Regions from separate parts of the Mus musculus genome. Here regions 1, 2, 3, 4, 5 and 6 are each linked to region 7. The links are chromatin contacts, called in public HiCAR-type, Micro-C and promoter capture Hi-C maps. All regions are on one chromosome and are shown on one strand. Each heading gives the region's core, a stretch centred on a gene start, on an enhancer-like site or on the middle of the called end of the contact. The rest is flanking DNA. Distances are from core to core; before and after follow the strand shown.

Region 1 (3,493 bases), core at 458-2,957, 1.8 Mb before region 7:
ACTTTTATTAAAATGTTCTACTGTTGATTTTGTTTGTTCTGTTTGTTTTCTGGCTGCAGTGACATTTGTCACATGTAAATTATGGGGAAAGGAGTTCACAGTTCCAGGTTATAGTTCATGATAGCAGGGTCACCACAATGGCAGGAAATCGAAGGTTTTCAATCATATCACACCCATAAATCAGGGACAGAGAGCAGTGGATGGCACGCATGCTAGAGCTCAGCTCACTTTCTCTGCTCTTTCACAGTTCAGACACTAGGGAATGGTGCCACCCACAGTGGGCAGATCTTGCTACCTCAACTAACACAATTAAAATAGTCTCCTACAGGCATGGTCATAAGCCAGTGGTTCTCAACCTTTCTAATGTTGTGACCCCTTAATACAGTTCCTCAGGTTGTGGTGACCCCTAACCATAACAATATTTTCATTGCTACTTCATAATTGTCATTTTGCTAATTATGAATCATAATGTAGAATCTCCAATGGTCTTGAGTGTTCCCTGTGAAAGGTTTGTTCAATCCTCAAAGGGGTCATGCATGACCCACAAGTTGATACCCTCTGCCATGGGTCAACCTAGTCTACTCTCCCCTCACTCCACCCCAACCCTTGATCCTTCCTTTCCAGGTGATTCTAGATTCAAGTTGGCTAATCAAACTAGCCACCCCAACCACAGCCCAGCTGTGTGCTTGGGATCAGGTTCCTTAGCTTTCTCTAGCTTCCATGTTCTCCTATGAAAATAGAATGTCTCTTTCTTTGTTGTGCTTAGACAGGGTCTCACTGTGTCTCAGCCTAACCTTGGATGTGAGAGCCTCTTGAGTACTGGAATCACAAGCATATAACACTATGCCAAACCATGTAGGTTGTGACAAAGTTTCTCTCAGATACTAGGCTTCCCATCTCCTGGGTCTACCTGTCCACTTCTTGTAAAATAGCAAGCCTGCTTGTCCATCCTGGATATCTAAACACGTTAGATATCTGGCCAGAGTGGCCGTGCTTCACTCCTGACCTGCCTTCAGTAAGAATCTTCCTAGGTAACTTTAGCTAGAGCCCTATCCCCAGTGCTTCATCTTGGTAATTTTCAACATAGGACACGCGCGCACGCACACACACTCACAGCTCCTTCGTTATAAATGGTTGTTTGTCTCTGCTGAGTCCCAAGTTGAGCAAAATCTATCTCCCCTGCTATAAAATTCCATTGTTAACCGTCCCCATTGCAATGCTCCTGCATAGTCTTTGCTGTTGTGTTTTAACATGCCATTGGATTTTTTTTCTTTAATAAATAGAGGTGGGGATGGGGAGAAATCACCCAGGGCCTCTTATCACTGAAAACCTCCTTACCCTTCCCTTCCAATGCTATACAAGGAGGTGGTGTTGGGCCTCCTGCAGCCAGCCTTAGGTATTGTTACACTTGACCTATAAGTCTGGCTGTCAAATCTACCCTGGGGGAAGTCAGAGGATAGTGGCTTGGACAGCTTCAGGATGAGAGGTCACACCCTAGACTCAAATGCTTCCTGCGGACCCTTAGGTAACCCAGCGTGACGTCGAAGGCCTCCTCTCTGCAGGAATAGCCAGGGGTTTGGAGGCGCCTGGGACTCCCGCAGAGCGGCGGCCGCCAGGTGGCACCACGGACCCAGGGCCCGTGCGCTCCCGCGGGCGTGGGGCGGGGCAGGAAGGGGTTAAGGCGCCGGCGGAGCGGCCGCGGCGGTCTGGGGAAGCCGGGCGCGGGGCTCGGAGGAGGGAGCGGCCGGCTGCGGGGCCCCGGCCAATCGGGCGGCTGGCCGGGCGCGCGGAGCCACAGCGCCATGGAGGGAGGCGCGGCGCCCGGCCGCCCGTGACCGAGCGTGGCGAGCCCGAGAGGCCCGCGGCGCCCGTGGCGCGGAGATGAGCAAGTCCGCTGCGCTGCTGCTCTGCCTGCTCGGCTGCCACGTTTGGAAGGCAGTCACCAAGACGCTGCAGGAGCCCGGCGCGGGAGCCCAAGGTCGGTGGGCGGTGGCGGGGCTGGAGGGGGACGCTTTTGTGTCGCGCCCGGGCCTGGCGCGGCCGCGGTGGCGGCTGGACCCCGGCCGCATTGTGGCGGAGGCCCAAGCAGCACGACCTGCATCGCGGTCCTGCAGTCCCCCACGTCGCGATACCCGGGGGGGCGGCTCCGCCCGGGGAACACGCTGGGCCCGCGGCGCATATGCTCCCCGGGGATCTGGGTGGCACCAGCTGCTCTGCCACCCAGGAGGCAGCCGCTGGTGACTCTTCGGCTTATATCCAAGGTGCTTTCTTTTATGCATGATTCGGACACACGGCTCCATTGCCCCCCCCCCCCCAACTCCCCCGCCGCGGGAGGGATAGACCTGGGTGGCTGGTTCTCCCCCACTCCCCCCCCCCCCCTTCCCTCTTTGGGATCCCTGGAGCTCTGGTCCTGGAGTTCCAGCGCAAGGGCTGTGCCCGGCCCTTTTGTTGTGGCGGGGAGGGGGCGGCCGCCGCCCCAGGGTGCCCCTTGCGCCCTGGCGACCCCAGGTCTGCCGCCGCAGTTTAGGAAAGTTTTGGTATCTTCTCTCCCGACCCCCTTATTCTACGTGATTCTCAGACCTTTAGGGATTTGTTGAGCAGCCACAGGGATCATCTTGAGAAGAGAGAAAACTGGAACTAGGAAACCCTAATCACTTAAAACCATTTCCATGTCTGTCTGTCGCCAGCTCCTGCCTTTTGTTTAATCTTTGGCCTCTTATAAATCTGCTTCCCATCTGTACAAGAATGGCCACCAAGAATGGCCACACGCTTTTTTTTTTTTTTTTTTTTTTTTATCTGAATCTATTTGAGAACAATCCTGGAGCTTTCTTGACATGATTTTGTCAAGACAAAGTCTAGTGCTTCTCTGTTGCCTTTTTCTGAGGAGCGACTAAAGCCAACCGATGAGCATGTGTTAATTCAGCCAGGGCATCTCCTGCCCAGGGTAAACTTGGTTAGGGAGGGGCCTTCACTGGTCTTATGTGAGCTCCTGCAGGCACTCAGACCCTTGGCAAGATTCTTGACAGAAAGGTGTGCCCTGCTAAGTTAGCCCTACACACATGAAGGAGTGCCCCATCCCAGTATCCTATCACAGGGCCCAGCCTCATCCTTCTTCCCACCCTTTGAAACTTGGGACCAGGGGAGCCTTGACTTCCACCCAATATCTTCTTGGTGTCTGTTGACAGTCTGAGTTCAGTTAATGCTATTGGAGGTTTTTGTGCTCAATGCTTGCTGAATCGCTGGTTGGCATCTTTTAAATACACTGCTGCACCCATAGTTGACAGTAAAATATGACCATTAGGAATTGGGTGTGAATTTGGTAATGTATACTATGGAAGGGAGGTATTAACAGGGTACCAGAAGACCCATAAGTCACAGTAGGAGGGGGATACTTATGACATTAGGTCATCAGTATTGAATGATAGCCTCTTTCATTTATACCCTACTGCTTTTTGAATCAGCTTTTTAAATGAATACTTGTGCCTCAACGAGG
Region 2 (3,756 bases), core at 666-3,165, 1.4 Mb before region 7:
TAAGAATTTAAATATGAAATCCATATCCTACTTTTTCCATTTTGTAAAAAGTCGAGAGATTTTAGCTTCATTTATTTTGTGCATGGTAAAATGTATTTTCATCATGCATAAGCCAGAGAATTCTACTTTAAGTGGAGAGCATAGTGAGCTTTGTAATACTTGTTTCCTACAGTTTTCAAGCCAGCAGTTACAAAACAGAATACAAGGTGGAAATATTCCATAAGCCAGACTTGAAAATCAGACATACTAAACAATACCCGTACGGAGGCCAGAAATGAACTGTATTACATCCTGGATTTAAAAATATAATCACACAACTGATGTCTAGAAAAATGTAACAAACTTCACTACCCCTACTATCAGGATAAATACAAGATGATCAAAAGTCCTCTGCTCTACCCGTTGGTGGGTCACCTAGCTACACAACTTTGGGAAAGTCCCAATCTTTTTGTGTATGGGATTCACTGGAAAAAAGTGTGTTTTGTTGAGAACAGAGGTGACCAAAGAAAATGTATCTCTAACTCATCAAGCTGTCTTTAGTTCTCCGAAGTGGTGGGCAAAAACCTTTTTAAGGTAAGTTTCCAGGAAGGGACAGCGTAACCGCTCAAATTTTCCCCGCAGTCCTTCCTCATCCTTCCCAGTAAGGACTTCATTGTCAGAAACCAGTGAGGATAGCTTCCGAACTCCAGTGACTGCAAACAACTCATATTTCTGGCACCTGCAAAAAGACTTTCCTTCAAATTTGCCAGAATACATTTATTTGCTTAGGTGTGGCGGTTTGGAGACAAGAAAGCTGTAAAAAACGTCTCATAAATCGCTTCTAAAAATCTTAAGGCTGTTTTGTCTTAATGCTAATCTCCTTATGCTAATCATCTGCAAAGGAGAGTCCTCTTGTTTATGTAACCAAGTTGTTTGCTGTTTTATTTATCTTTTCAATTTTTACCCCTAGCTGAGAATCTGAAAACACAACACTATAATGGAGGGTGGTGTTGAATCGGAGGATCAACGTACATATATTCGTATGAAAACGTCATAACGAAGCGTTACGTGTAATTACAATGCACCGCCCCTCGCAACAGAAATGCTACATTTTGGGGGCATCTCGAAATGTTAAAAAGAAAAATTGCCAACACTTGGTTTACAAAATCCCACAGCCAAAAATGATGAGAGGAAAACGCCTCATTGTCTAGATTATAACATCCCGTTTATAAAAACCATTCCACCATCCCATCCCCACCACGCTTCAAGGAGGCAAGAGCTACCTACGGGAATAATAGTGTCACCATCTGGGTGGAGCGGAGGAAAGAGCTGGAGAACAACCTTTTCATTCCAGAAGGCTTTGCACAACCCAGACTTTCAAAGGGCGCGCGACTCGAGCGCACGCACGCGCACTGCGTGCCCCGGCTTCAGCATCCACAGAAATAACCTGCAAGTTCCAGCCGGGCCCCCCAAAGTTTCCCGGAGCTCAGGGCTGCGTGTGCAGGCGCTTCACGGCGAGGCCAGACCCGCTCGAACGCAGGCACCAGGGGATTCCCTTTCTCCAGCACCGCACCTCAGCCCCGCCACCACCCCCAACCCCCGGCTCGGAGGTGGCGACCGCTACCGCCGCAGCGCGTGTGCTTTCCTGCTCACCCTTGAATAAGGCACCTCGTGCACACTCGTCGCCAAAGACCGCGGCCCGCGGAGCTCCGGACCACGCTCGCTGGGAGCCGGCGCGCCTCTCGCCCGCAGACGGCCGCGAGCGTCGCGCCGTCAGGGTCTCCGCGCGGCGGCGTCTCGCCGTTCGCCTGGCCTTGGGCCTCGGGGGCGGACCTGGAGCCCGGTGACACCGCGCTCCTGCCTCACTGCCCCGTGCCTTGGCCCTGGCCGCCGCCATCTTGCGGAGCTTTCATTCAAACTGGCGCGGTCAGCCCGAAGAACTCAGCTGGCCACACGCCCCGCCCCGGCCCGCCAGGGACTCCGGAGCGGGGAGGCTGAGAGGAGCGAGGCGTTCTGACGTCAGCGGAGACCGACCCCTGCGGTGGTAGCTACCGCGCCTGCGCCGCACGGTGGGGGCGGGAAGGGGCGGGGCCTTCCGTGGAAACTGGCCCTGCCCGTCGCTGGCTTGTTACTCGCTTTGACTTCGGAGGTCGCTTGCCATGATTCTTCATGCGGTCCCCTGAGTCGCTTCACAAAGACCTGACGTGCCCGCCACAAAACGCAAAATAGGCTGTGCGGGGTTAGTGTGCGCAGGTAGCTCCTTTCCCACTCTTGTTCCTCAGCACTTCAACCCAACGAAGCCCCACTACTTTTCCTTTCACTCCACACCACCAGGACTCAGGATCTTAAAATTTGACTGCATGTTGGGTTCACCTGGAGAGGTGCTGTCTGTTTAAACCACTCAAAGAGATTCTGATGAGTTGATGTGGCCATGTAGCAGCTGGACTCAAAGGAAAAGCCTGACAATTGTGAGAATCCAACCAACCCCGCCAAGAACCCTCTTAGTTAAGGCAAACGTAAAAGGTACACTTAGGACAAGGACTTACTAACATTAACAGACTTAAGCTGAGGGCAGGTTTTAGCCATATATGCTTGGGGAGAGTCAGGTCGTTCTCGGTTTTACCACTGTAAATCTGAAAACTTGTAAGAGGAACCATTATACACAAAAGACCATCGGCAATTCTGTAAGCCAGTCATGTCAATGCTATTCACAAGCACATACTGCCTGTCTTCTCTTCAGCCAAAACAGCCTAGCTGCCTTGACCTCTCCATTGCTCCCCTTCCAGCCACTTCCCACCCAGCTAAGGAGACTTTAAAACAGAAAATGAAACAAGCCTCAGACTTGCTTTGTCTGAGAAGCATGTTCAAGTCCTGACCCTTTTGCTTCCACTTTGGTGAGCTGGAATTACAGGTGCTAGCCAAAGCTCCCTTCTCCCCCAATAAACACTTTAAACTGGAAATCACGGTCTAGATCAAAGAACTGACTGACTCCCCTTCATGTGCTGCTCCCTCTCACGTGACTAGATTTAACTCAAATGTTACTTCTTCAGAGGCCACTCAGGCATTCTGTCTGGCTTTGTTCTCTAGCTCTTCTTTAAAAGCTTTTGTCAAAAAACGGTCAGGGTAGAGTCTTACAAATATTTTTGGTCTTGCTAAGTTTTATTTTAAAAATTGGCAAAGGATGCTGGAAGCAGAGGATAGCTTGGTGGAATAGCAGTTGTCTGATAGATCCAAGGCTCTGTGTTTTTTTGTTTGTTTTTTAGACAGGGTTTCTCTGTGTAGCCCTGGCTGTCCTGGAACTCACTTTGTAGACCAGGGCTGGCCTCGAACTCAGAAATCCACCTGCCTCTGCCTTCCGAGTGCTGGGATTAAAGGTATGTGCCACCACTGCCTGGCTCCCTTGTTTTTCTTAATTCTAGGGCATAGAGTAGAGCCAGCCACTCCAACCTTCCTCAGTGTCTACTCTCTATTCTCAGAGTGTAGAAGAGTAGGCCCGAAGCCTCTCAGGAAACCCATGAACACAGAACCCCAGTCTTCCCTGTGTAACAACTTTGTCTCCTGGTGACATGGTTAGCAGCTCTGCAAGTGTTCTGTGATCTTTACACACTAACCTGCACAAAACACACCTCTCAGAACATGTCCTCCTCGCTGAATGGCACCAAGCACTTTCTCCCGGATTCCAGGAATGCCCTGTCATTTGATCTCTGTGGTTTTTCTCATGGATGTACTGTAATTTTCCAGAACTCATACAACATGTATCATATCCTAACAGAGGAA
Region 3 (3,513 bases), core at 495-2,994, 1.4 Mb before region 7:
TACTTTGTTTTGCTGCCAGTCCAACCACCTGAAAAAGAACTGCACATTAACAACAAGACTCTGCATTATTTTCAAGAACCACCGATGAGAGTACTCGACCGTACCTGTTCACGTTCCGAGTAAGCAACAATGGCTGGTGTGACTCTATCCCCTGCATCATTTGCAACCACATCGGCCCGGCCATCCTAAGGAAAGATGTGAGAGGGTTAGTTCTCTCACACTGGAATGCACAATCTCATTGAATATACCTGCAGATTGTAATGGAATTTTAGAAATGCCATTGTATCTGGCATTCACTCAGGTGCCTGAGTGACACCCATTCAGGCCTTAAAGTCATCTTCTGTAAATAATCAGTGATGGGACTTATGGGGTTGCTCTTCCTTTGGGAATTTCAAACTGAGGAATTGCATAACCTCAGTAGCAAGACATTCTTGGCAAACCAGGAATTTTTGCAATGGTTGATAATTGCTTAGGCAATGGGTCCTTCAGACAACGAGATCAGAGAAGACATTCTGGTATTCAGTAATTGACTTGCCAAAAGGCCTTTTTTTCGTAACAATCAATAAAAGCACAAGGCTACCCGAGTTCAGTCCTCAGACTACTCCACCTTGCAAAACCTTACTAGGTTGGCAGTGTCTCTCTTTCTTAGATTGTCCCTCATAAACTGGTCTTTTAACTGCCACTATTTGTTTCTTATAGTTTAATAAAAGGCTTCTTCTAGCCCATGCATTTTCCCGTTTAGATCTGTGCAGTAAGCTGGATCAAATGTATACAACATTCTATACCTAGCAAGCATGATTACACGACTCTCCCACAAATACAGCTTTTCCACCTGCTTCCCTACAAACGAAGTAGCTACTCCCCTGGGACTTTCCTGATAAATCGAATGAGACTTAAAACCGAAGATAGCATCGGTTAAATTCCTTAACATTGTTCCTTCTCCATCGATATTGAGGAGGAAAAAGCTATAGTTCCTTGTTAAGTTCTCAGTTCTAGAATCAAGTGTGTACAGCAAGAGTCAGTTCTTAACTAGGAACCCTTCTCTCGAGGGCAGTTACACAGTGCTCTGGTTGCTCAGAAATTCAAATACCTCCCACCTCCGGGAACCCCGAACCAGTGACGTCACCGTGACCTCTTAGGGACTCTGCGGTCAGTTGTCACTAGGACTTCTCTAGCATCCAGGGGGTCCTGACATCCAGGTTTGTTCTAGGCGTCTTTACAAGAACGATGTCCCCCGCCCCGAGGACTCCAGGCATCCTGGAGCCCTGACGTCTTTTGAACTCTTCTGGGCATCCTATGGCCCGGTCTCCTAAGTGCACCCTGCATGCTTGAGGCCTTTTCGTCCCTAAAACTCCTCAAACAGCCAAGACGTCCAGGATACCCTGGAGTATCCAAGATCCGGCTCTCTGTATCCACCCTCCACACAGCGTGCTTGGCCTTGGAGGGAGAGCCGAGAACCCGCAACATTGCCACTTGCTTGCACGCACGGTTCCCGGGCCGATGACCCGGAGCCCAGAAAACAGGGTGGCCGCCACGGAACCCGGAGACAGCTTCCCAGGCTCACCTTGTAGACAGCCACACAGGCTGATGTGCAGCCCAGGTGCACGCCGATCGCCGCCATAAGGCGGCGGAGACCACGGCAGCTCAACGAAGGACCCTTCAGCAGCTTCAGCTAGCTTCCTCGGAACAAGCCCATCAGGCACTGCGGAGACTTCACGTTCCCGCCCGCCTACTGCGTCCGGTCTGCTGCGCCGGCCTCCCAAGTCGCAGCCAATCAACATAAGGATGCCGCCTTTCATCAGAACGGTTAGCCAATAGTTTTAGCGCATCACTCCGCGCTCCTTGGGAGCCCGGCGTAAACGCCGGTCTGCTCAAGCTCAAGCCGGAAAGGCCCGGAAGAGGGTCATTAGCTCCTCCCTCTCCTGAGCGCCGTTCATCAGAGCCAATGGGAACGCCTGGTGAGATTGCGTCACTTGTTTCCTGCCTCTTTCCGGCTTCACGAGGCAGCCCCCACTACAGTAAGGAAGGTGTGGGTAGTTCCGGGTCCCAGGCTCAGCATGCGGTGCATCAGTCCAACTGCTCTGGTGACCTTTTGCGCCGGGTTTTGTATCTCGAACCCTGTGCTGGCGCAGGGCCTGGAGGCCGGTGTGGGGCCGAGGGCTGACTGTGAAGGTGAGCGGTGTGTGACCTGCTTGCATGGCGGCGACACCGCGCTCAGCCTAGCAATTGCCTAAGCAGCTTCTCCCGGCCCAAGCTGTAAATAACATTTCACCCTTCTGCTTTTGCTGTCATTATTAAGGTGGCGCAGAAAAAGGAGTGAAATAGGATTCGTATTAGATTTTGTGCAAATGGTCTCCGCTGCCAACTTGATTTTGTTGCTCCTAACCGAGGAGACTTGCTTCTCTGCTCAGAAGACATGTTTTGAGGTTCAAACTAATTGCCATTCCTAGGAGGTAAATAAAACATGGCAATACGTTAGGGTTGCTGAAATCAAAGACAAGGGTACGGCTGACTAGGACTTTATAGACAAGCTGCTTTACAAAGGAGCACATTAATTCCTAGAGAACGATAAAATAGACGCCTGTTTTCTTCTGTGGACTTGGCGATCATACCTTCAATTCCACCATCCCACCTGGTTTTGAGGGTGTTATAGTACCTAGGTTTTGTAAAAACAAAACAAAACAAAAAAACAGTGTATTTTGTAGAGGACTGTTAACAAGAGCCAAGATGAACAGTTTTGATAGTCCCTTTGGGACCACTGTAGCACTTCTTGTTTTATTGAAGTGATGTAAACATATATCTTCTCATCTTGAGAGCAGATGTACTGAACAGAAAATGGAGACAAGATTCATGTGGAATGGGCAGTTGAGTCTTATTGTAAGTAAATAGTATTAATAGTAGTTGGAGTCCAGCTTTCTATCAGCAATTATCAAACCTTCCTCTAGAAATTTAAAATAAGTTTAGATGTTATTTAAAATTTCTGTAGCTAAAGATACTGGTTTAACAGTTATAATTTCAGTTAAAGATCTCATCTTGGGCAAGCAGGATTTTATTATAGAACTTCAAACTATTTTGAAATCATTATAGATTGATGTATGAAACTACTTTAATAAACAAAAAAGGGCTGGAGAGATGGCTCAGTGGTTAAGAGCACTGACTGCTTTTCCAGAGGTCCTGAGTGCAATTCCCAGCAACTACATGGTGGCTCACAATCTGTAATGGGGTCTGATGCCCTCTTCTGGTGTGGCTGAGGACAGTGACAGTGTACTCACATATATAAAATAAATAAACCTTAAACAAAACAAAACAACAAAGAAAACCCTGAACCTTAAATAACAACAATGTAACACACACATTTGACATCACACCAATGCACACAAATGGGGACCCTTAAGTTACTAGCTCCATCATCTGTGCTGAGGTTATCAGAGACTAATCCAAGGACATCCAAGGGTTGAACTTGGGTTTCTCTGTGACTCCCGACAGTATTAGAATTTTTTCTTTCCTGAAGTC
Region 4 (3,332 bases), core at 142-2,641, 1.6 Mb before region 7:
TTTGAAAAATCCCTGTCTCTGGAATGCAACCGAGTGCCTGCTGTGGGAAGTATTTAACAGCAATATGGATTTCACCTTTGCCTTATCTGGTACACCCAGGAGATTCTCTTTCCTCTATCCCCCAGTCCTTTATTTTCCCTGAGAGGAGTCTGTTGTTGCTCAAGATGTCCTTGAACTCTGTATGCAGTGGATGCTGGCCTCAAAGAACTCCTCATTTTGACCTCCGGGACTTTTTACATCCAGGACTGCTGGGATAACAGGCATGGGCCACCATGCTTGGCTTTCTTCCTCTCCTGTTTCCTGATGGAGGACGATTTCAACACTGCCCATACAGGTTTCCTTGGTGGTCTAGGTCATGACCTTCACTTAGGAGAGAGCCGACAGACTTGCCTAAAACGACCCAATCCCCCTAATCTGGGTGTCTTCATGTTTCACAAAATGTTCATTCTGTTCTCAGCCGAACCCATCTAGACAAAAACATGCAAGCAAAAGAAAAAAACCAACCAAACAAACAAAAACCCCAGTCAACCAAACAAAAACCAACTCCAGTCATTTTCTGTTGAGGACTCTGAGGCTGCTTGCAGCGGGGAGGTGGGGAGGGCGGAGCTTTGGCTCGATAAGCATTAGATACTAAAATGTGAAATGGAAAATTTTGAAGAACATGTGGAAGAGGAGGCAGGGAGAGCTTTAGGGAATCGCAGGCCTGAGTGAAAAAAAAAATCCCTGCAGAAGTCGAGAGCGCTGAGGCACACAGACATATAGAATCTGTAGGCAGTGGTCGCAAAGGCTGCCGCGCAGCCCTGCAATCCAGCCTGCAGTGACCAGGTCTAGCCTTGGAGCCACAAACGCATCCTCATTCAGGCCACGCCCCAAGCCCAAAAGCCTCGGCCTCCGGCTCCCGCTCCGGCTCCACCATTCCCCCACCGCCCCACCTCACAGCTTTAGACTGAGGAAGGGCCGGCCTCGTGCTTTCGCCCTTCTGCTGGCTGAGGTGGGCGGGGCCGTGCCCGCTGAGGAGGCCCGAGCGGGCGAGCGAGGTGGGCGGGGCAGTGCTGGCGGAGTGGAGCCGAAGCGGAAGGCGAGGTGGGCGGAGCCTCGCTAGCCCAGGCGGAAACGGGACCACGAGAGGAGCCGGTCTTCACCCGCTAAAATAGGCGGAAGTGGGAAGGCGAGGTAGGCGGGGCCTCGACTGCCTAAGTGGGAGAACTGATGAAGTGGGCGGGTGTAGGCACGCAATGTGGGCGGGGCCCGCCCTGACTGAGGCGGGCGGGACTGCATAGACAGGCGGGAGCCTCAAGGGAGTGGGCGGGGCCGGGCCGGCTGTGATGGGCGTGACCGGGGGGTGGGCGGGGCCGCAGACTCGAGACTCGGTGCCCGAGGGTGGGCGGCACTAGAGGGAGCTGCGGCCGCGCCCGCCCTGTCGCGCCTTGCTTGCTGCTCGGAGCGCCGCCTCCCCAGCCGTTCGGAGCCGCCGCGATGGCGGAGGACAGCGAGTCTGCGGCCAGCCAGCAGAGCCTAGAGCTGGACGACCAGGACACGTGCGGAATAGACGGAGACAATGAGGAGGAGACCGAACACGCCAAAGGGTAGGAGGTGGCGCGCGGGCGCGACAGGGCGGGGACCGCGCGCACCTCAGGGCTCCCGCGCCCGCTCGTGGCGTGCGGGAGCCCCTAGACCGGAGGCTCCGTTTGGCGGTGTCCTCATCCCGAGACCATTGTGAGGTGCAGGTCTCCCAGCTCTCGGGGAGCACGCAGTGGTGGGCGAGGGCTGAGGTGGGCGGGGAGACTGCGACTCGGGCCCGGGAACCCGCGACGCGACAGTCACCTGCCGCGCGCCCCCGCTGGCTTGGCCTCACCCTACCACGGCGAGTGGTTCGGGTGGGAACTTAGCAAGGACGCAAGGCCCTTCCCTTTGCGGTGGCGGCGTCTTGGACCGGCGAGGCGAGGGAGATGCAAGTCGTTCCACTTGTGCCTTGGCATCCTTCTAGTTCTTTCGCGCCCCCCCCCCCCAGCCGCCACTAACCCCCTGTAGAGAGGAAACCCGCAGAGCCGGCGGTGGGGGTGGGATAGGGATGCGCCTCTGGCGGTCTCGGCTGCTGGCGACGAACTGCGCAAAGTTCTGCCTCCCAGGCCGGGAAAGGGGCGCCGAGACCGGGAGAGGGGGAGGGAGACAGGTCTCAGCCGACGCCTGAGGGCGTTCAGCTTTGCGGCCTCTGAGCGTGCCCTCAGAGCTTTCTAGAGCAGAGCTGACGGGTGAACGGAGTTCCCGCGGCCCCGACCTTGCCCCTCCTGCAAAACTGGTGTCTGATCTCCAAAGCCAAATGCACCAAGTACTTTAACATTTGATCGGTTTCTCAATCTATGCTGCCCTCTTTTCTCCCCTACAGACTTGATTTTTTTTTCTTCGAGAAAAGACTGCTTCTGGTTAAGGCTGGTATTGAAGTTCTGTTTTAGAGGCGGGGTTTGGAGGATCATTTTAAATAAAGACCGGTGTCCCTTTGTAGGTGCTGTTTGCCTCAGCCTTTTACCCTGTTGGATTCAAACTATGCGCTGGCACAGACTGTTACTGCTGCCCCTTAGAAGTGAGATTCTGCGAACCATGGTGACTGGAGAAGTGGGTCAGCCTAAAAACACGATAGGGAAGCCTGAGTCACAGATGGCTTATTTATTCAGTTCATGGAGAGTCTTTAAAGTATTTGTATTTTATTTCAACGTTTACTTTAAGCTTTAAGAAAGGAGGCTGTATTGATCTTGAATACGTTATCAGATATTAAATGACAAATGTCAAAAAAGAAAAGCTGACTACATATATCTCCCTTTGGCATGTTGCTTTTTAAGGTTTTCAGCGAACAGTTCAGTGGCAGCTGCAAGTACTGAATGTTATCATTCAAGTCTAGATTTTTTTTAAGCCCAGAGAGGCAATTCTTCAGAAATCTTAGCCTGAGTTCTGTTTATGAGTAATAGAAATTTGCCTGTGATAGCTAAATATGAGTGTATTTTTGAAACACTAGCCGTCTTGCCAGAAGTGGGTCCATATGCACGCCAGTGGATAGATAACTCAAGGAACTTCAGCACCCGTAGGTTATCTTTCTGGGGAGACCCTGGACTTATCTCTCTTCAAGTTATATTGTTCTGTGTGATTGGTATGCTAGGGTGGGGGTTTAAATCAAGCTTCCTTCCTTACAAAGTCCAGGATACCCTTGGTACAAAGACATACTCTTCTCTGCAACCACTGATCTGGAATTGTTTGATGCCTTGCTATAGGTAGGCTGTTTGAAGTTCCCATAAGAGCATCCACAGGCATTTTGGGCCCAGTTAAGAGGTTTCCAGATT
Region 5 (3,594 bases), core at 99-2,598, 1.2 Mb after region 7:
AAATGCTTTTAAATTATCAGGATCCAAAATTTTCCAGTGAGAAGCTCACTGGAGTCACTGTTAAAAGGAACCAGTCACCGAGAAAAAGGCTATTACTGGTCTGGGCAAGAAAATACAGAAGATTCCATACATACGCTGTCAAGCCTGGCAAGAAAGATCGTAGCCCGACTTCCACCCTTCCCACCCAGCCCCAAGTAAATAGGGCATTTGTTTGTATTTCCACATTGGCCGCACCATTGGCCGCACCAACGAAAGTACCTCCTCCACCTAGGAAAACAATCTGGAACATTCAGGCATGGAATATGAGGGCAAAGTTTTAGTACACACTGGAGCACCTCACAGAAAATTATTTTTCCTAAGAGTCTGTCCTTCAAGCACTTCCCAGAGTTTACACTTAATACCTGGTTTGGTATTTCTAGATCGTTCTAGGACAAAGCTTCTTGTTGTTATCTATTAAAACTGGAGCCAGAGGGAATCTTCCCACAGCGGGACTCGAAAGTTTTACTCTTTAGGGGGACACACACACACAAACCCCTCTTCATTGTCTCCTTTGCACCAAATAGGTTCAGGCAGAGTTGTCCTGTGGTTAGGTGCCTAGAGGGGGTTAGTTACTTAAATTTAGAATCCGTAAAACAAAAGTTGAGAAACTTTCCGTCTCAGGGAAACGCTGCAGTTTATTTGACTGCCTTTTGTTAAGCCCTGTCTCATTAGCCACATATTCGGTCTTTCTAACCCTACCGTCCCAGGTCTCCCGGCAGACCCACACAAACATCCCCGCGCGATTCAGTTACCTGCGGGGAACCGGCGGGGGCATGGAAAACCTGCCGAAGGATTCGCTCAGGATACTGGTTTAACAGGTGGCTCTGGCCATCTCCGGGTTTCAGCCTCGCAAAGGACACGGTCCTCACGCGCAGTCCGCTCCAGGAAAGGTAAGGGACCAAAGACTCAACTCAGACAACACGCCACGAGCCACTCTCGCTCTCGGGAAAACCCCTAGGTGAAAAGCCACACGTCGCGATCCCCGAAGCCCCAGGATGGAGGCCAACCGGTGGCACTGACCTCGGCGACGACAGAGCCCCAGCTGCGCGCAAAGGGCTTCCCCAGTTACCAAGACCCGGACCGGGAGCCCTGGATGATCCCGACAGCTGCTGCCGCTCCCGGTGTCCCGCGCTTGGCCTGGCCTCGCTCAGTAGGGCGGAACTCACCGAGCCAAGTCCCCTCCGCGGGTCGCAGGTGTCCACGCCGACTGAGACCCTCGGGGCTCACGCCGTCCTCCGGCCAGCAAGTCGTGCACGCACGCACGCCGATCGTCCCGGGCTGCCTGGAGCGCGCTCCCCAGGGCGTCCAGCACCTCCCCGCCGCGCGCTCTCGGCGGCCGTGCGCGCTCCGCCGCCCAGCGCTCTGCACCTCTGCCGCGCGTTCCTGGCGGCCGGACTCCAGTCGGCCAGAGGTAGTCTGCGCGTCCCCGCGATACTTAAAGGGCCAGCGCCCAAAGCCCTTGGCTGTGCCTGTCAGGCCTTCTCGGTCTACTTGTGAGACTGAATTGAGCATGAGCAATCGTAATACCAATGTGCTTTTGAAGTCCTGAATAAGAAGGGACTTCTCCAGCAACTCCACCACTAACTTTGAGAGTTTCGTTGTTGTTGTTGTTGTTGTTTTAAAGTAGAATTTCATTATGTAGGATGGCTTCAAGTTCATGATCCTCCTGCCTCAGCCTCCTGACTTCTGAGATTACAGGCATCCAACAACAATATCCTGAAGAGATTATTTTCATTTAATAATAATGACTGTTATTTATGAAATACGTATACTTTCAAACAAGACACATAACATACATTATTTTGTTTAATTCATTTAGACAATGTTTGTGGGGTCGTGGGGTTAAGTCTTTCTTTGTTTTTGTTTTTTTGAAAAGGGATCTCATTATGTAGCCTTGGCTGGCCTGGAGCTCACTATGTAGACTAGGCTGGCCTCCAATTCAGAGAGAGCCAATGCAGGCTGAGATTAAAGGCGTGTGCCACCACGCCAAGCTCTATTCATGTTTAATGAACTTGTAAGCATTGTCCATATGTGAGTTACTTATGTGATGTTCCCATATGTGTGCACACTGAACAGGGTTTTTAGCAGAGTAAACATGGCCAGCTCCTTAAATATTTATCATTTGCTTGTCATGAAAAATGTCAAAATCCTTCTTGCTTTTTTTTGAGGATTTTGTTTCTTTTGGTTCATTCATTCATTCATTCATCCACTCATCCATTCCTTCATTCGTGTGTGTGTGTGTGTGAGAGAGAGAGAGAGAGAGAGAGAGAGAGAGAGATGCTTCAAAAAGTGAAGGTCAGCCGACAGCCTTCAGGAGCTGGTCCTCTCTTGCCCTCACGAGGGTCAGAGTTCAGGGCTCAGGGCAAGTGCCTCAATCCAATGAGCCATTTTCTTGGCCAGCCAGGTCCTTTGACTTCTTATGGTTATTTTACAGAGAGGGATTTTTGAGGTCGACGAGGCTGAAGAAAGGCCCCGGTTTTGATCCTGTTGATTGTTGGGATATCTTTACCACCGGGGGGAACATTTCTGAGTAGCTAATAGTAATAGCTCATTGTTGTGGCAGCCTTTCCCAACCGGGCAGAAGCTAATGTTCTCAGCGAGAAAGCCAGGGCCATGGATTTTATTCACTGTAATGCTTGGTGTGGCTCGAATGACAACCTGTACCCCCTAAATGTTTGCATTTTCCCCATTTAATGGAAAGCGAAGGAAGTGGCTGGCCACACAAATGACTGGGTTACAGGCAGCTGACAGGGCTGAGCCCAATTCCTCAGTCCTGAGATCATACCTTGGTCTTCCCCAGGAAGAAGAAGTACCTGATTAAAGGGAAGAAAACTTTTTCTCTAATAACACACTGGCCTCGCCTAACTCCCTGCATCTTTAATTAATGTTTACAAAGCACTTTAATCTACATGCTAGTTAATTAGGCAAGCATTATTATTTTTTTTATTTTTACACAGAAGGCTTCCCCATCCTTTCCCTATCACCTCCCCACCCCCATAATTCCAAGCACTAAGCTGGAGGCAGGCAAGGGTTCAAGCGCAGGGTCTCCAGCCTGCATAGGGTCCTCCAGCTCTCCCATCCACTGAGAGTCAATGTGAGCCTGTTCTATAAAAACAGAAGCAGTCCAGCCACACCTGCTTGTAGCTATAAGCAAAACCCTGCAACTGGAAGTAGGCCCTGCTGATCAGAACAGTAAACTGGTCACGTGGCTCCCCAGTGTGGTGCAGGGCGCAGTGAACACAGGAACTGGTCCAAGAGGAGCCATTTTCCAAAAACACTTCCGGTTGGCCAGGTCTTGGTCCACTAATTTCAGACATGACTCTGGTCACCGTTCACTGACATAAGAAGGTGTCCAGCTTGGGCTGGGAGGCAGAATTCACAGTCTTTATTCTCACTTTCTGTTTACTCTTGGCCTTGGACTTAACAGGCACTGGTCGGATAATGGCTGTGTCCCTAGGCTGGATGAATTTTGTTCGTCCTCCAAGCCCATCGAAGCATATTCTTACCACATCTGTGCTGCAACGGGATTCTGCTGTGGTCCTGTTGGGCTGTTTC
Region 6 (3,614 bases), core at 820-3,319, 1.2 Mb before region 7:
AAACAAAATAATATTCTTTGTGTCATCCCTTACACAGCACGATTGAAGACTTATGATTGGAGCAAAATTTCATCCTAACTAGTCTGAACACTTTACACAGACTAATTCAATCCATACAGATATCTTGATGATACTAAAATTTTGTTTTGAGATTTGTATATTATAGAATATACAGCCTTGGTGAGTCTCATTGTCAGACATGCTGAACTGACCTGCTTTGAACTCCCGATCTCTTGGACTTTCAGCCAGATCCAATCAGGACACAAGCATCAGAGACTAAAACAATCGCTGGTGTGGCCTTCTTAAGGCCAACCAACTCCCCTATTTTTTCTACTCTTCTCCCCCCCCTCGAAGATATCTCAGCGCCTATATTCAGCTTGAGGAAGTTATGAAGAGTTGTTGTTCCAGTTCCCTGGACTTGGGAGTCTAGAGGTAGTTATTCTAGTTGTCTTTCTGGGGAATTTTGAAATGGCCATAATTGAAACAGGGAGGAAATAGCTAGAATTGATTGTGTAGCCATATTCCTATTTGGTAAAAATCTTTACAATAGTTACTAAGTTGAAGTCATAATTTCTTATTTTGGTACAGAATTTATTTTGATACAGAGTCAAGGTTCTCATTGGTATAAATTTCTTCTTTTGATATAAAAAATTTTAAAAGTACAAGGTTTGGACCCAGTCTTTCTGTAAATGCCATTACAAACTGATCTGAGATGTTTAAGCCTGTGAGTTAAGGGCCAGGTAACAAATTAATGGCTCTGAGTTTATTGTTAAGGTGTTTTCAGATAATTTAATTAGAAATAGTTGAGAGTAGTTAACAGACAACTGTCCAGATGACTTTACATAGCTTTTTTACTTTACATAGGTTTTCATACTTTACATAGGTTTTCAAAAATGTCAGAAATCCACACAATGTGACATTTAATGTTATTTATTCTTTTGTTGTTGAGACATATCTGCTCTTAGCAGCTCCCCTTTTGTGGATTCAAAGAAGAAATTGAGTGTCTCTACCTCCAGTTGAGGTAGTACAGTGGCTAGGTGGCCACTGGGCAGAAATTGCCTATTCATCTATAGACTAAATACCATCCAGAAAAAGGACACACTATGCGGAATAGTCGACTCATAATCTCTGCCAAGTCAGGGTAATCAGTCCTTCAAAATTCTGCAGTACAAAGGTCTGTCAGATGATCCTGGGCCAGAAGGCTAAAGACTGATGCTCCAACTTCCTGACATATAGGAGCTGTATAGGTAGGCAGCTGTCTCTACAACTTGTCTCAGTTCTGGAAGATGTGCTAGGCTTCCTATATTTTCAGATAATATTGGTCATTCTCAGATTTCTGATGGGATTGAAGACTAATTATAGTCTCATAACCAACCCAGGCTATTTAGCATTGAGAGAATATATTTAAGAAGATAGTTTTCAGATAGTATACAAGCTAAACCAGGTGATAACATATAGATTTATAAGTCTTTTAAGTTAAGATAGATGACAGGGTTCTATTTAATTGATAAAAATTTTGGACTGGGTGTTAGGTCTCTTTTGTGCTTTATAAATTGCAAAATGTTAATAGCTGTGCTCAATTTATATCTGAGATAAGAGTCTTTTAATTGGACAGAAAGGGGGAAGTCTTGTGGGTAGCCCTGGTGCTGTTTGTATTTTGATGCTAATTCACCTTCCCCAAGAGGGGCTGTGTGGGACTAGGAGTGAATCACATATTCAGAACTTCCTGTGACCCTTCTAATAAACAAAGAAACCAATCACTGGGTGAGTAGGTGGGACCTCCAGGTCAGAAAGATGGATGGAGAGGGAGAAGAGGAGAATGAGCCCGAGAATGTGAGATGAAAAAAAAATGTAGATAGCAGAGACCCTGTTTCAGGTGGTGGATCCATTTGTATCCACTACTGGTGAATTTAACTTAGAATGGCTCATAAATTTGGATGTTAGTTGTTGTGCTCAGTGATTGAGTTACCATTGATTCTGAAAAAAAAAAAAAATCTAGCAAATAGAGCTGGGCATTTGGAGGCAGAGGCAGGCAGTTTTCTGATCCCAGGCCAGCTTGGTTGACATAATGAGCTCCACCTAGGACAGTCAGAGCTACATCATGAGAATTTGTCTCAAACAAGCAAACAATCACCAGATACTTGGACAATCAAACTTGTACAACTAGAGAGTATGAATAACAAAGGAACGTGGGCAACAAAAACAACTTCTGAATGACAGAAGTAGACAATCCACATGGCCTAATTTCAAGGCATTTAATACAGCAAGGCAAAGAGTGCTGTGATATCATGGGAGGACAGCTCACCAGACACAAGGAACAGAACAGAGAGGCCTGGAAGCTGACCCAAGCACACCCACACTTGCACAATCGACTGATGTGTGATAAGCATCATTCAGAACAAAGTAATCAATGTGCCAGGCACTTTAAATAAATGAAGCCATGTCAACAGAGTGACTATACAACGAAAGAAAGGAACAGCAAAAGGGGGCCACCGTGTTGAGCACCATACGAACATGTAAAAATATTCAAACACTGGGAGAAAACACAAGAGGAAGTATTTGGAATATTGATTTGGGCCAATTTGTTTTCATAGAGGATCCAAAAACAGTAACAACAACAACAACAAAAAAGGACTCACGCCACTTCATACTTTAAAAGGGTTTATTTTTTATCAAAAGGAACTAAGAAAATAGTTTTTGAAAAGTTGCAGATAAGCAGAAAATACTTTTCAAACACTCATAGAGTGTCTTTTGGTGCTCACACCTGTAATCTTAGCACTTGGGAGGCTGAGACAGGAGGATGATCCTGAGTAAAGCTGTCTCAAGTAAGTAAGTAAGTAAGTAAGTAAGTAAGTAAGTAAGTAAGTAAGAAAGAATCAATAAAGCCGTCAAGGGAGTAAAAACATAGAAACCAACAAGCAAAGACCCTTTAACAATCTTAACAAACAAGGTGTAGTTACATAAGCCTGAATCCCAGCACTGTGCTGACTGAGGCAGGAGGATTGAGAGGCCAGTCTAGGCAACATAGTGAGATCCTGTCTCAAAAGAAAAAGAAAAGGGAGAAAAGAAAAGGAGGAGAAGAGGAAACAAACAAAAACACCTCTTACAACTCATTTAGAAAACACACAACCAAAAATAGTGGTTAAAAGAATTTCTCAGACTCTTCACTGTGGATTGGTTTAGAGACAGCAAGTGAGTTCACAAAAAATATGTTCAGTATCATAATACTGAAAATCAAAAGTACCATATACCTCCAAGAATTGCAAAACTCAAAAACACTGATAATGTAGAAATCTATAATCTGGATCCTTTACGCCCTTCTGGTGGGAATCTATACATGCTGAAAAGCAGCTGGGTGGTTTTTGTCAAGCAAAACATACTACACACTATTACCATACATACTAACAAATATTAGGAAAGTCAGCAGCCTCCAAAACCTACAACTATCCTTTCCACTCTCTTGTGACTTCTGTTACAAACTTGTAAGTCTTGCCATTCCTTGTCTTGTAGAAGATCATTCCAGTTCCTGTTATATGACATATTCTCTTTATGGAGTAGGCTCTGTGCTTTTCTTCCTCTAGGAAAATATCTCAGTACCTACTGTGTAGGTCTGA
Region 7 (3,353 bases), core at 400-2,899:
GACAGCCAGGGCTACACAGAGAAACCCTGTCTCTAAAAACCAAACAACAACAACAACAACAACAACAAAAAAAAAAAAAAAAAAAAAAAAACCCTGGGGGATCTGATACTTACCCCTCTCTTCAGTGCACATTAAATCACACCAAACCCTTCCCTTCTGCTGCTCCCCAATGCTTCCAGTTCAAGTACACATGCAGGCTTAGTACAGCTTCATTAAAACAATAACCCCTAACCCAGGGTATTATTCCTCCATCACCACTGAGAAAGAGCATCCTTCAACATTAACAAAGAGCTAAGTCTCCTTGGAGGGACACACAAATCTAGACATGGGGTCCTGCTGTGTCATCCACTTTTTTTTTTTCTCATTGTGAAATCTTTTGAAAAAAAAAATCACTTTTTTTTTTAACTAAGTGAGGAACAAAAAAAAGTTACATTGTTTAAAATGCAAAATCAAATTTAAAAGGCAGAACCGGACAAATGTAACTGTATAACCCTTTCCCTCTGGCTTTGGAGTCCTGGTGTGGTATCTGGTGAGGCTGTGTTTGTGTCTTCTGACCATTCAGAAGAAACTCCACGTTCATCAACGATAAATCGATGTCCGAAGTCTGATGCTAAGGAGCCCAGGTGCTACTGTATTCTCCCAAATGTATTGTGGAGAAAAGACACAAAGGCAGGAGATGCCTGTGTCCATCTCGCCACACTTTGCACCCTAGATCCCACTCCTAAGAAACAGGCAAATGGCAATTTCAGGAATGAAAAGGACATCTGCGGGGTGTACGAACCTAAAGACAGCCAAAAGATACAACAGTTCTGCTTCTAAATAATCGGGAAAATGCGAACCTATTCCTAACCAAGTTTGCTCTGCTCAGCTTTCCAGAGAAGTCCTTCGAAGGGACACGCTCTGCACCAGCAATGCAGTACGAAGTCGGAAATCTGAAGTTACTTCAAGTGAAACCGCATTACCAATGTCAATTCAAGCACACAGGATTAGTCTGCCATGTTTACTTGGACATGAGAAGAACAAATGGTATAACCCGGACAACATAAACTCTCCCTCCCCAAAATGCAGATCAAAGATTCAAGAAACTTCACAGAGCATTTGCATATTTCACTGGGACTCCAAAGAAATGCGGAGCTACGCTCAAACAATAGAATGAAGAAAAGATGGGAGTCACTGAGAATGGAGCGCGGGGTTAAGTTGGGTTTTCAAATGTCTCACTGGGGGCGACCTTGGCTCCTACACTCTGCACATTGTTCCCATGGGCACAGTCTCACTGCAGCAGAGATTCGGGAGCAGGTATTGCATCCCGTGGGTGATGCGGGGATCGCACCCAGCCAGGTTGTGCAAAAAACAAAAACACTCTGTTCCCTTCTCGCGGGACAGAGATGCGAAAGTAGGTGGCCCCCATCACTCAAGGTTGCTGCCAGTGCTGCTCGCAACTTTTGAAATCAATCTACCCCCCCCCCTTTTTTTTCCTTTCTTTTTTCTTTTGCATCATGCAACGGATGCCACCGTTCCTGGGGTTTGCAACCCCCCACCCCCTCCCCCGAGACCAATCATTGCCGCGCTCGGGCCTCTGCACAGCGCCCCCGCCCCCTTCCCGGGCCGCACGCAGCCACCACCGCCGCTGCCACCGCCACCAGCAACCCGGAGGCGCTCCGGCCACCGGCCCGCCGCCTTAAAGGGAGGTGGCCGCTCTTAAAGGGACCCTCACGCGCCCGGCCGGCGGGAGCGCGGCGGCCCGGTTCCCGGAGGGCCGCGCCCAGCCTAGGCCGAGCTCCACGCGGCGTCCGAGCGCCCGGCGGTGCCGCCGCCACCGGGAGCAGCATTTTTTTTTTTTTTTTTTTTAAATTCAGGCGACGCTTAAGGGAGCCCAGCGCGCCCGGTGCATTGTGGGAGCGCCGCGGCCCGTTTTCGGGAGGAGGCGGAGGGCGCAAAGCGAGCCGGTAAGCGGCGGGCCTGGCGAGGGGGGGCGAGGCAGCAGGCTTAAAGGGGAATAGCGGGCCGCAGGCCCGGCGCGGCCGTTGCAAATCCCCCTCCGGGCCGCCCGGGACCGCCGGGGAGCCGTGCACCGGGGCCCTTCGCGCGCCCTGCCTGGAGAGGGGGCCGAGCCCAGGCTTTGGTGGGGCCGCTTTAAAAAAGAAGCGCCGCCCGCGCCGCTGCCTCCTCCGCCGTCGCCGCCGCGGCACGCGGGGCCGGGGTTGGGAGGGAGGAGCGGAGGGGGAGGGCGGCGGCGGCCACGCAGGGGTTAATCTTTTCGCCCGCCGACATTTTTGTGTGGCGGCGCGGACGGCGAGCCCGCGCGCGCGCGCGCTCTGCCTTAGCCGCCCAGTGTCCTGGCGCCGAGCCGCGGGCCTCCCCGCCCCCACTCGGCCCTCGGGTCCCTCCGGTCCCCGCCGGCGACGGTCTCCGCGGCAGCGGCGACGCGGGGCCTGCGGTGCAGCATGGCCCTGCCGGTGGCCTGCCCGCGGCAGCCGCGCGGCGCGGTACAAAGAACGCGGCCCGCGCCCGCCGTGCCTTTAAAGGCGGCAGCCTGAGACTTAAGGTGTCCCCTGAGTGGCATCCTCCGCGCCCGGCCCCATGGAGGGCGCGGGGTCCCGGCGCGCACGCCGCGGCGCCCGGGCCTGTGAGCACGCGCGGGGCCTGGGGGCTGGCGGGGAGGTAGGTGTGCTGCCCCACCGCACCCCGCTGCCCGAGCCCGCCTCCCGCGGGAGCGAAGGGGTTAAACGCGGGCTTTAAATATTCATGTCATTGTTTTAAAGGTGTAAACATGTGGCTTCCAGGTCGGACGCACTCCCTCTACCCAAAGCACACCCCAAATTCCATCCTTTTCAAATAGCTGGAGTTTCCTTTGAGGCCAAACCGTGTGACTTAGGTCTCCTTGCACTTGGGAGTTTTTTAACTGCTGAGTTTTCTTGATGTAAGGCGTTTTTAAACTTTCCTAACCAGAAAGTGTAGGGAAAATAAGGTAAAAGAAAGGTGCTCTTCGGAGTCTCTCTCCTGCCTTTTGGTTGAGGCCGTGAGGATTGGAGGTAGGAAAATAGATTCTTTATAAAGGGAAGTCTTCCCGTTTTGTACCAGGTAGAGGTGAGGCAGGCATTTTTTGCAAAATGAATGTGATTTTCCAAACCTTTCTTCGAAGGTGAATTTTAATTCGCACTCTTTCCAAACTGTTAAATGGCTTCAGAATGCCCATTTCGGAAACTTGCTTGGCTCACACTGCTCTGTAGAGAAGTTTGGTTTCTATGAACGATGAGCGAAATCCGTGTCGGTAGTTTCCCGCTGAAATCATTGCTCATGTCATGTTTGTGATGATGGTTTGGATTGCCGAATTTGGGCTTTGTGAAATTTAG

Evidence for each region. Promoter capture Hi-C pulls out the DNA fragments that hold promoters and counts their contacts. A called contact is a pair of places that touch in the nucleus more often than the background predicts. HiCAR-type assays count read pairs that join an accessible place to other places. Capture Hi-C pulls out chosen DNA fragments and counts their contacts.
Region 1: a HiCAR-type map of astrocytes shows a contact between it and region 7, with 3 times the contacts expected there. The contact joins the promoter of Fam171a1 here to the promoter of Sephs1 in region 7. A contact is called at or near these places in 2 of 39 promoter capture datasets (hippocampal neurons and pre-B cells) and 1 of 115 datasets of contacts at active chromatin or transcription factors (astrocytes).
Region 2: a Micro-C map of embryonic stem cells shows a contact between it and region 7, with 8 times the contacts expected there. The contact joins the promoter of Suv39h2 here to the promoter of Sephs1 in region 7. A contact is called at or near these places in 2 of 39 promoter capture datasets (embryonic stem cells and liver), 1 of 484 Hi-C or Micro-C datasets (embryonic stem cells), 1 of 115 datasets of contacts at active chromatin or transcription factors (large pre-B cells) and 2 of 9 other capture datasets (adipose tissue and embryonic stem cells).
Region 3: a contact with region 7 is called in a HiCAR-type map of astrocytes, with 5 times the contacts expected there. The contact joins the promoter of Hspa14 here to the promoter of Sephs1 in region 7. A contact is called at or near these places in 9 of 39 promoter capture datasets (the 3T3-L1 cell line, HPC-7-derived erythroid cells, embryonic stem cells and 5 more), 1 of 484 Hi-C or Micro-C datasets (embryonic stem cells), 8 of 115 datasets of contacts at active chromatin or transcription factors (astrocytes, double positive thymocytes, embryonic hindbrain and 4 more) and 4 of 9 other capture datasets (adipose tissue, embryonic stem cells, liver and 1 more).
Region 4: a contact with region 7 is called in a promoter capture Hi-C map of pre-B cells, with 6 times the contacts expected there. The contact joins the promoter of Nmt2 here to the promoter of Sephs1 in region 7. A contact is called at or near these places in 5 of 39 promoter capture datasets (the C10 cell line, the HPC-7 cell line, cranial neural crest and 2 more), 2 of 115 datasets of contacts at active chromatin or transcription factors (large pre-B cells and pro-B cells) and 2 of 9 other capture datasets (adipose tissue and liver).
Region 5: a contact with region 7 is called in a promoter capture Hi-C map of liver, with 4 times the contacts expected there. The contact joins the promoter of Proser2 here to the promoter of Sephs1 in region 7.
Region 6: a promoter capture Hi-C map of liver shows a contact between it and region 7, with 7 times the contacts expected there. The contact joins the enhancer-like site here to the promoter of Sephs1 in region 7. A contact is called at or near these places in 4 of 39 promoter capture datasets (cranial neural crest, hippocampal neurons and liver) and 3 of 9 other capture datasets (adipose tissue, embryonic stem cells and liver).

Annotation. Positions count from the first base shown.
Region 1 is chr2:3,116,675-3,120,167 of GRCm38.p6, forward strand. Fam171a1 (family with sequence similarity 171, member A1) reads left to right here and starts at 1,708. Exons shown (of 8, transcript NM_001081161.2): 1 at 1,708-1,978. The coding sequence starts at 1,882.
Region 2 is chr2:3,473,071-3,476,826 of GRCm38.p6, forward strand. It overlaps Suv39h2 (suppressor of variegation 3-9 2), which reads right to left and starts at 1,916. Exons shown (of 6, transcript NM_022724.4): 1 at 1,633-1,916. The coding sequence starts at 1,876. It also overlaps a transcript of Dclre1c not described here.
Region 3 is chr2:3,511,070-3,514,582 of GRCm38.p6, forward strand. Hspa14 (heat shock protein 14) reads right to left here and starts at 1,745. Exons shown (of 14, transcript NM_015765.2): 1 at 1,565-1,745; 2 at 105-185; 3 at 1-28. The coding sequence starts at 1,621. It overlaps Cdnf (cerebral dopamine neurotrophic factor), which reads left to right and starts at 1,996. Exons shown (of 4, transcript NM_177647.4): 1 at 1,996-2,172. The coding sequence starts at 2,058.
Region 4 is chr2:3,282,821-3,286,152 of GRCm38.p6, forward strand. Nmt2 (N-myristoyltransferase 2) reads left to right here and starts at 1,392. Exons shown (of 14, transcript NM_008708.2): 1 at 1,392-1,586. The coding sequence starts at 1,477.
Region 5 is chr2:6,128,837-6,132,430 of GRCm38.p6, forward strand. Proser2 (proline and serine rich 2) reads right to left here and starts at 1,349. Exons shown (of 4, transcript NM_144883.4): 1 at 1,206-1,349. It also overlaps the pseudogene Gm13384.
Region 6 is chr2:3,693,747-3,697,360 of GRCm38.p6, forward strand. No RefSeq gene overlaps it. Among named protein-coding and RNA genes, the nearest start is that of Fam107b, 18 kb to the right of the region's middle. Within about 2 kb of position 2,070, at least 4 of the 459 cell types and tissues checked have an H3K27ac peak or open chromatin away from gene starts, as enhancers often do. A contact at or near this core is called in liver, where this site is marked.
Region 7 is chr2:4,879,915-4,883,267 of GRCm38.p6, forward strand. It overlaps Sephs1 (selenophosphate synthetase 1), which reads left to right and starts at 1,650. Exons shown (of 9, transcript NM_175400.6): 1 at 1,650-1,946.